2 separate regions of the Hordeum vulgare genome follow, and region 2 is linked to region 1. The links are chromatin contacts, called in public Hi-C maps. All regions are on one chromosome and are shown on one strand. Each heading gives the region's core, a stretch centred on a gene start, on an enhancer-like site or on the middle of the called end of the contact. The rest is flanking DNA. Distances are from core to core; before and after follow the strand shown. Region 1 holds the start of LOC123448977 (DNA (cytosine-5)-methyltransferase CMT2-like). Region 2 holds the start of LOC123446623 (cytochrome P450 72A397-like).

What was found. Hi-C and Micro-C count contacts between places; a contact is called where the count stands out from the background.
Region 2: a contact with region 1 is called in a Hi-C map of seedling, with 5 times the contacts expected there. The contact joins the promoter of LOC123446623 here to the promoter of LOC123448977 in region 1. A contact is called at or near these places in 2 of 6 Hi-C or Micro-C datasets (leaf and seedling).

What each region holds. Positions count from the first base shown.
Region 1 is chr4H:463,530,268-463,534,825 of MorexV3_pseudomolecules_assembly, reverse strand. It overlaps LOC123448977 (DNA (cytosine-5)-methyltransferase CMT2-like), which reads left to right and starts at 2,531. Exons shown (of 21, transcript XM_045126037.1): 1 at 2,531-4,546. The coding sequence starts at 2,690.
Region 2 is chr4H:463,873,893-463,878,578 of MorexV3_pseudomolecules_assembly, reverse strand. LOC123446623 (cytochrome P450 72A397-like) reads left to right here and starts at 2,292. Exons shown (of 4, transcript XM_045123194.1): 1 at 2,292-2,902; 2 at 2,998-3,242; 3 at 3,355-3,739; 4 at 3,848-4,465. The coding sequence starts at 2,366. The coding sequence ends at 4,273.

The sequences.
Region 1 (4,558 bases), core at 1,282-3,781:
TAACAAGTAAGTAACTAATACAAGTAAAGGTAAGAAGTAACCACAAGTGGAACCGATGAACACTAGGATGTGTTCCCAAAGTTCCTTCCCATGAGGTGAAGTACGTCTCTGTTAGAGCGGTGTGGAGGCATAATGCTCCCCAAGATGCCACTAAGGCCACCGTATTCTCCTTGCGCCCTCACACAATGCAAGGTGCCGTGATTCCACTAGTGGTGCCCTTGAAGGCAGCGATCGAACCTTTACAAACTAGGTTGGGACAATCTCCACAGATGAATTAAAAGGCTCCCAACAAGACTGCGAAGCTTCACCACAATGGAATATGGCTTCGAGGTGACCTCAACCGTCTAGGATGCTCAAACACCCAAGAGTAACAAGATCCGCGAGGGATTAGTGGGTGGAATCACATTTCTCTTGGTGGAAGTGTAGATCAAGGCCCTCTCAACCGAATCCTAGAGTATCAACAAGTTTTGTTGGGTAGGGAGAAAGATCGGGCGAAAATGGAGCTTGGAGCAACAATGGAGCTTATGGTTGGGAAATGTGAAGTTCTGTGGAAAGAAGAACCCCTTTATATAGTGGGGGAAAGAATCTAACCGTTACCCACTTGTTTTGCCCGTACCAGAGCAGTACTACCACTCCTGGGAGCGGTACTACCGATGATAAGAGATAGTACCGCTCCAGAGTGAGCGGTACTACCGCTCAGGCGGAGGGCAACAATCTGAGTGGAGAGCAGGGGTTGGTAGTACTGCCGGAGCGGTACTACCGCTCATAAGAGGTAGTACCGCCTACTATATCCGCTCAGGATCAGCTGCGGTCCCACCCGAGAAGAACCGAGGATTTCCAGCACGATAATAACAAGCGGTACTACCGCCCTATACTACCGCTTCAGAAACCGCAAAGTCCTACACGAAAAGTGTCGAGACCCACGGGCAGCGGTACTAGCCAGCGGTACAAGCTGGGCTACTTCCGCCCTAGAGTGGTACTACCGCCGGCCTGGGCAGTAATACCGATGATAAGAGGTAGTACCGCTCACGAGAGCGGTACTATCGCTTGGGTCCTTCTGCGTAGGGTTGGGCAAGGAAAGAAGCTCCATTGATGCGAAAAAGAGGGTGCGAGGGAAAGTCTATGTGATGATTCCACCCAGACTTTTCCGAGGCAGACCCTCTCTTAATAGTACGACTTTTCTTATGACTCAAGTCCACTCATAATGAAACGTAAGAGAGAAAGCCGTCTTCATATCAATACATCGAGGGGCATGAATCATCTTTGTGCCAAATGAGGAAATACTTGAAAGGCTTAGTGCACACGATTAGTCCGCAAAAGTATTGTCATCAATCACCAAAACCATCAAGGTAGAAATATGCCCTTACACCTGCAACACACAATCCGGGTGGTCCAGCTCCCAATCTACCGATACCAACGCTCTATCAATTTTTGTGAGCGTGGGCACCTCTCTTTCATTACTCCAAGTGAACGTGCATCCATGCAGCAAGAGCTCCTTAAGGCCGTTGGAATCCACGAATCGTCTAAACTTGCTCATCATCCTCGTGTCCAGGTTGGTATTATTCTTGCCATCCGCTTGCAAAATGAGATTAAAATCTCTAATCACAAGCTACGGGCGAGGACAAAGCAGGTGCCGTGCCGAAAGCTCCTCCAAGATTTTTTTCCTGGTCTTCTGGCGGTCCGTAAACCACACATAGCCACCAAGACGAGCCCTCCATTGGCTGCACATAGGTTGTGATGAAGTTTGTATTACACACATGATTAGATATGTGTGCCACCGAGGAATTCCACACCAAAATGATATCATTCCTGGTCCCAACGATCGGTAAGTACGAGAAGCCATCATACGATGGCCCAAAGCATTGCATAATTATAAACTGATCAACTACATCAAGTTTGGACTCCTCGATGTAACATATCCTCGGTTTAAAGGAATCTATAAATTCTCTCAGCGCTTTTCTCTTCGTCGGACTGTTCAAACCACGAATATTTCAGCTCACCAAATCTAACTTTGCTCGTGACATAAAAAATGTCAACAACTCCAGGCCAAGCCACCAAATCTAAGTAGCTACCATCGCATGTCTCTTCATACCCAGCTCCATGGGCAGAGACTTGCCAAAGATCGCTGCAATGGTACGTAGATGCTTCTCCTGCAGAGGCGAGTCAAACATTCCCGGAGCTGACCAAGAGCCCCATGTGTGATCGCAAGTTCATCTCGGACAATACCAAACACCTTGAGAAGAACAACCTCGATTGCCGATGCCTTGGAACTCGTGGAACTAGAGCTGATCGATCGAGTGTTGCGACGTGATGATACATACAATCAAACTATATATGGATGATTTTTTTTGACCTGTTTTACATAGCCAGGTCCAATTAAGACACACGCAAAAAGGAAAAAAGTGAGACAGGTAATCAAACACGTCCATAATCCATCTGTTGACCCACATTCTAATACCATAGTCTCCTATTCTTCAGACGTAGTCTTGACCTCGTTGAAAATTAAGTTGTCTGAGAGCTCTATCAATGGAACACTCACCAGAAAAACAGCTAAATCCGAAAGTTACCTGAAAAAGGAATTCGATCCAGGAAGCAACTCGGGTTGTGAACTGACTACTGTACTGAGCTCTGGCCACATCGATTGACTTTACCTAATTTGGTTGCTCGGTCCAGTCAGCCCCGTACTCCCATGGAAACTCCGCCCCACAACCCCATCTCGCCTCCCTCCCCGCCTCCGGTCGCCGATGGCTCCCCGGCGGCCGACGCTGGGGCGGACGGAGAGGAGCCGGCGGGGGAGTTCAGCGCGGGGCTGGAACCCTTGTGGTCGCTCCTCTTCGGCACCCCGGAGGAGCTGGAGCCCATGTGGTCGCCGCCCAGGGGTTTCGACGTCGGCGCCGAGTTCGCCGCCGCGGCAGCGGTCCCGGATCCCCTGGTGGACGACGGAGGAGGGCCCTGGGACGGCGCCGAGTGGAGGTCAACGGGGCTCGTCGCCGGCGAGGGCGTGTCGGCGACGACCCGGGCGCCATCCCCGCCCACCGCGGCGCCGGGCTTCGCGGAGTTCGAGCCCCCAGCATCCGATTCCTCGGAAGGCGCTCCAGGGGTGAGGCCGCTCGAACACCTCGATGATTATTCACATATGCCGGAATCTCCGTCTACTCCTGTTGCTGTAGACATGCGGGAAAAGCTCGTGTTCCTCTCTGACACTACGCCGGTGCCGGGGTCTCCTCCGTCACCACGGGGGTCTTGGTTGGAAGCCAATCTAGAGGAGAATGCACCGACGTGCACGCTGAACACCACGTCGTCGCCTCCACAACTTCCGCCGGATGATGACGATTTGGTGGAGGCTCCCAAGTATTTCTCTCCTTTTTCAGAGAATATTGCCTCAGCAAGCATGGCTGCTGTTGATTTGAACGCAGAGTATGACCCCGAGGCGAATGCCCATGGTTGTGGTACTTCAGCTGCTACCAGTACAAATGACACATCCCTTCGGGGATCACGGAGGATTGCGAAGACCACGGCGGCAGCAAATGCCACTCCTTCAGAACCGAAAGCAGGCTCATTTAGATCCTCCAAACGGCGCCCTGTGGACTCAGACCTGGGAAGAAGCTCTGTAAGGCACAACCTTTCTGTATCCACCACTAAGCCGATCAGTGAGACCACCACTACTGCACCAGACACAGTTGATAAGCTGATCAAAGAGATTACCACTACTGCACCAAACACAGTGGATAAGCCGATCAAAGAGGCCACCACTACTGCACCGGCCACAGTTGATAGGCCGATCAAAGGGACTACCACTACACCGGACACAGTTGACTTGCGCAACAGGGTGGAACAGCATAGATCACCAGAAAATGTTAAGATGCAAAGCACCTCCAATGGCCATGAGAACAAAGGAGGTGGTCTCAGTAATCAGGTTGTGGTGGCTTTACCAGCGGTGAATTATAGGTGCGCCAAGCGCGGCGGAGTCTCTGTTCGCGCCCCAAGGAAGACTAAGACGGCTTTAAAGACATCATCGGTGGATTCAGACAGGGTACCACCTATTTCGCCAGTGGTAGACAGTGAACCTTCAACGCATAAAGCAGAGTCTTATCCTCATGTACGACCTAGCAAGTGTGATCTTGACGATCTTGACCCTGGGAACTGCTTGCCATCGGACAAAGTGGACAGTACTGCCATTTTACCGTGCAATGCAGTGTTAATGAGTGCGGAGTCGCACGTGGTCAGTGAGATGTCTCAACAGCACGATGGAAAATCTTCTAGGCCTCCAAAGGCAAAGAGGACGAGGGTATCGACAGGTAAATGCTCGCCAAATTTGAAGAGGACAAAGAAAAATAGTGGCTCAATTTGTGAGTCGCCAACTGTCACAATGATGCCAGATCCAAGCAATAGTCCCAAAGTCATCTTGGATAAGAAATTGGTTGATTCGGAGATGGTGGATAGTGTTAATGAATCCTGTTGTTTTGTGGGGGAGGCTGTGCCGGAGGAGGAGGCTAGACAGAGGTGGCCTCACCGCTACGAGAAGAATCGTCACTTTGTGGAGAAGGTAGGCATTTGG
Region 2 (4,686 bases), core at 1,043-3,542, 340 kb before region 1:
CCCACCAGACGCTTGTTCGTCACCAGCAAGAGGCCTCACAAGGCCTTCCCTGAGAGGCCACTCCCCGCAAGACTCACTACTTAAAAGGGTCGTTCAATATTGGCCACACAAGGGTCCGCGGTCCACATGGATATTGTGCAGCTTCAGCAGAGGAGGCAAGGACGACGCCAGCGGGCACCATAGAAGAATCTTTCCCCTTTGGTGATAATGGATGCCATGTAGTTGTCCCTCACGAAGGCGATTTCCGAGTTTACCCAATTGGTGCAAGGAGACAACGTGACACATGGCGCCAGTACGGACGTCATCGGCGAGCCCACGAGTGCGTCATGGACGACGCCTTTGGCGGGACGAAGACCACCTTTGTTTGGAAAGCTTGGATGCTTGCCACCTTCAAATTGTTGACATGTGGTCGCCCTTTTCCCGCCAATATTTTGGGAAGAGAGGCCCATGACAAAGAGAAGAGGGGCACGTAGCTACCGTAGGAAGGAGGACTAATGGTGGAGTTCCCATTTCCCCTGTAGAGTTCTTCTTATTCCTTGTAGATTATAACACTTGTGCAACACAACAGAGAAGAAGAACACAAAGCAGGAATAGAGTTTTACACCGCAAGGTGGCCCGAACCTGGGTAAAACTCCGGCATCCTTCTTGTTCTCCGCATGTGAGCCATGGTCGTAGGAGAGAACCGAGGTCATAGGTGCACCCAATTCCCCAGCGTTTGAACCGGGTTCTTGAGAGGTTTTCCCATAGGCACAAAACTAATCTCCGACAAGGTGGCCCTTCTCTGGTGGTTCTTCGCTCTAGTATTTCATGCTTGTTCCAGAAAAAATTATCAAAAAGTTACGGGTGATTTTGAGAACTTTTATTTTCTGCACAAAAACAACACCACATTAATTCTGCTGAAAACATCGCTAGTCCGGGTTAATTCCAATTAAATCGTATAAAATGCATCAAATCCATATGAAAGTATTGTAAACATAGGTAAATATGGCATGAATACTTCATAAATTATCGATACATTGCAGACATGTCAGGAGGTTTATTCAACAAGAACACAACAAGTTTTGTGATGTGCTTGGCGTGGGCGACTTGGTATGATCTTTTGCTCTTTCATTCCTATGTTCATGTTTGTTTGATCTTGTGTAATTTGCTATTACATTGTGGCCTTCTCTTTGATTGTGTAGGCATTCCAAAGTTTGGAAGCCTTCAATGCCGGATGTAAGAACAAGCCAATGCTGAAGATGGGGTGATGAGGCCGAGGGGCATGGCTAACTCCAAAATTGACGAGAAGCGTGATGCAGCATCCTTCTTCTTGCAAGAAACTTTGCAAGGCATGAAGACTCAAAAGGAAATAAAGAACGATGAGGAAGCGCCAAAAAAATAAAGAGCAAATGAAGATATATTTGAAGCTCCAAACGAAGAAGCTCGAAATGGAGGAGGCCGTCAAGAGGAGGAAGCTTGACATGAAGGAGGCCGGCCAAGCGAAGAAGCTCACGATCGAGGCCACCAATGCCAACACCAAAGAAAAAAAGGTGATGCTAGCACTCATGACTGTGGACTTGGCAAACATATCCCCAAAGATAAGAAATTGGTTCGAGAAGCAGCAAAAGGAGATGTTCGGCATGAACTAGAGAGGTCACTCTCACGAACTATGATAGTTTTTTTTTGTACGTTGACGTGTATGCCGGTCCTTGACTTTGTTGCCTGCGTGAATCCTTGGGGGTTCATCATTTTGAAATCTGGCAAGCGTGCAGGCCTTTGGCTTTGTTGCCGGCTATGAAACTTCGAGGGTTGATCATTTTGTAGGCTAACATGTGTGTCAGTCATGGCGTTCTGACCAACAAAAACTATGATCGATGACATGAACTACAATTGTGATGTCAATTTCGGTATCCTATCCTTTTGCAAAAATTTCAAGCGACCGGACGAAATGTGTTCGCCCGTTGAACGTAAGGGCGACACAAAACATATAAAAAGTCGGCCGCTATCTCCTTTACGTGACCCAACGGGACAAAATTGATAAAATGAACATGGTTTGGAGTTGGCGACACTGACCAGTTGTTCGTTCGAACGTTTGGGGAGGATACAAGAACTCTGTTGTAGACGCTGGAAGCGCGGTGGTGGGTAGAATAGTCCGTCTGTCTTTTCGTCGTAGCACCAAGCCAAAGTCCAGATGAGACTGCGACAGCTTTGGTATTGACACTGAAGGTCATAGTATCATTCTCTTACTGGCCAAATGATGTTGATGGCGCACATGTGCAGCTCCATCCATCTATATAACCTCACGCCTGTACCGTGCATTCAACTGCATCACATCACATCAGCTTCTATTACTGGTTTTCTTCACCCGAGTCAAGACTTGAGAGCTATGGTTGCTGGAGCGTTCTTGGCAACTGCAGCCTCGGTGCCATGGAGATGGAGACCGAGCCTCCTCCTGCTCCTGACCCTTGTGCTCCTGTGGCAGCTCTGCCGGTTGCTGCACCGGCTGTGGTGGCGGCCGCGGTGTCTCGAGCGGGAGCTCCGGTCCAAGGGCCTCCGCGGCACGTGCTACCGCTTCCTCACCGGCGACCTCAGGGAGCAGGGCCGGCGGAACAAGGACGCCTGGTCGAGGCCGCTGCCGCTGCGGTGCCACGACATCGCCCCTCGCGTAGCACCGCTCCTCTGTGATTCCATCCGGGAGCACGGCAAGGTGAGCCTCTCGTGGTTCGGCCCAATCCTCAAGGTCACCATCGCCGACCCCGAGCTTGCCAGGAGCGTGCTGTCCGACAAGTCTGGGCACTTCGAGAAGCCCAAGTTCCCGGCGCTGTGGAGGCTGCTCGCCAACGGCCTCTTGAACCACGAGGGCGATAAGTGGGTCAAGCACAGGCGGCTCCTCAACCCTGCGTTCCATCTGGAGAAGATCAAGGTAACAATCTCAGTTTCAGTTTCAGTGCATATTATCTGAGAACCATTTGCTGCGATACAATTGACATGTGGAACGGAACGTGTACGATTCTGCAGTGCATGCTGCCAGAGTTTTCTGCGTGCTGTGAAGAGTTGGTCCGCAGATGGACGGAGTCCATCGGCTCTGATGGTACGCGCGAGCTCGATATTTGGCCGGAGCTCAAAAACCTGTCCGGTGATGTCATTTCTCGCACCGCATTCGGCAGCAGCTACCTTGAAGGAATGAAGATATTTCAGCTGCAAACCGAGCAAGCAGAGCGCCTCGTGACAAACATTCGGAGGATTCTTATTCCCGGTTACTTGTGAGTTAGTACTACCAACTGAATTTACAGATTTCTTTCTTTTGGGGGGAACTGAATTTACAGTTACACTTGATAACACTCTTTGTAACGGGAAGTGCACGCTATATTTCAGATCTTTGCCAACCCCAAACAATAGAAGGATGTATCAGGTGAACAACGAGATTGAATCGATTATACGAAGTTTAATTGTGAAAAGAACTAAAGCGATCAAGGAAGGTGAAAGGACCAAAGATGACTTACTTAGCTTATTGCTAAAGTCAAACATGATGCATATAGATAATAATGGTCAATCCGACATGGGGATGACAATCGAAGATGTCATCGAGGAGTGCAAGACGTTCTTCTTGGCAGGAATGGAGACAACATCGGTACTACTCACATGGACCATGATCGTTCTAAGCATGCACCCAGAGTGGCAGAACCGTGCAAGGGAGGAGGTCCTAGATTTGTTTGGGAAAAGCAAACCTGGATACGAAGGCCTAAACCGACTTAAAACGGTAAATATTTACTTGCCAGAAGTAGTGCAAATTTTTTATCCTCTATATGATGGCACCAACTTTGATATACGTATATGACCCTTTGCTTTATGTCTTTGTAATTTGCAGGTCACCATGATCCTCTATGAGGTTCTTCGGTTGTATCCCCCAAGCATCCATTTTAGCAGGAAGACATGCAAGGAGGTGATGATAGGAGACAAAACGTACCCAGCTGGCATGATGATTGAGCTCTCCGTACTACTCATGCACCATGACCCTGACATTTGGGGCAGCGATGTGCATGAATTCAAGCCGGAGAGGTTCGCTGAGGGGATCTCCAAAGCGTCCAATAATTCAGGCGCGTTTCTTCCTTTCGGCTGGGGACCAAGGATTTGCATCGGCCAGAATTTTGCGCTTATTGAGGCCAAGATGGCGATTTGCATGATCCTTCAAAGCTTCGACTTCATGCTTGCCTCATCCTATACTCATGCACCATATACCATGGTAACGCTGCATCCAATGCATGGCGCGCAAATTAGGCTTGGGCTCATATGATTCCTTTCATATCTGGTGGTGTACGCTTCTATTTTCTTTGATAATTTTGTGTGTGTGTTACGTATCTACTCGAAGGAAGATGCCTCGCGGGCAAACTTGGACTATCTCACCAGCCGAGTGTCCAAGGACATCACCAATTTATAAGACGGGCCCTACTTACTTTATGGAAATGATCACAATGTATAAGAGCAATTCCAACAGTCTCATATCTCTAAATTAAACCTTGTTTATGCGAAGTTGAGGCAAAAAAATCCAGCAGATCCCATAAACCTTCCTTAACTTTAGATGATACCGTAAAACGGCCTCAATCTCACCGAGAAGATCTCCTTCCCATAAATATTTGGTGCCATTTTCATGGTGAAGTTTCAAGAGCGTCTCCATATCTCTTTGCCACGCACTCCCTCTCCTATCCA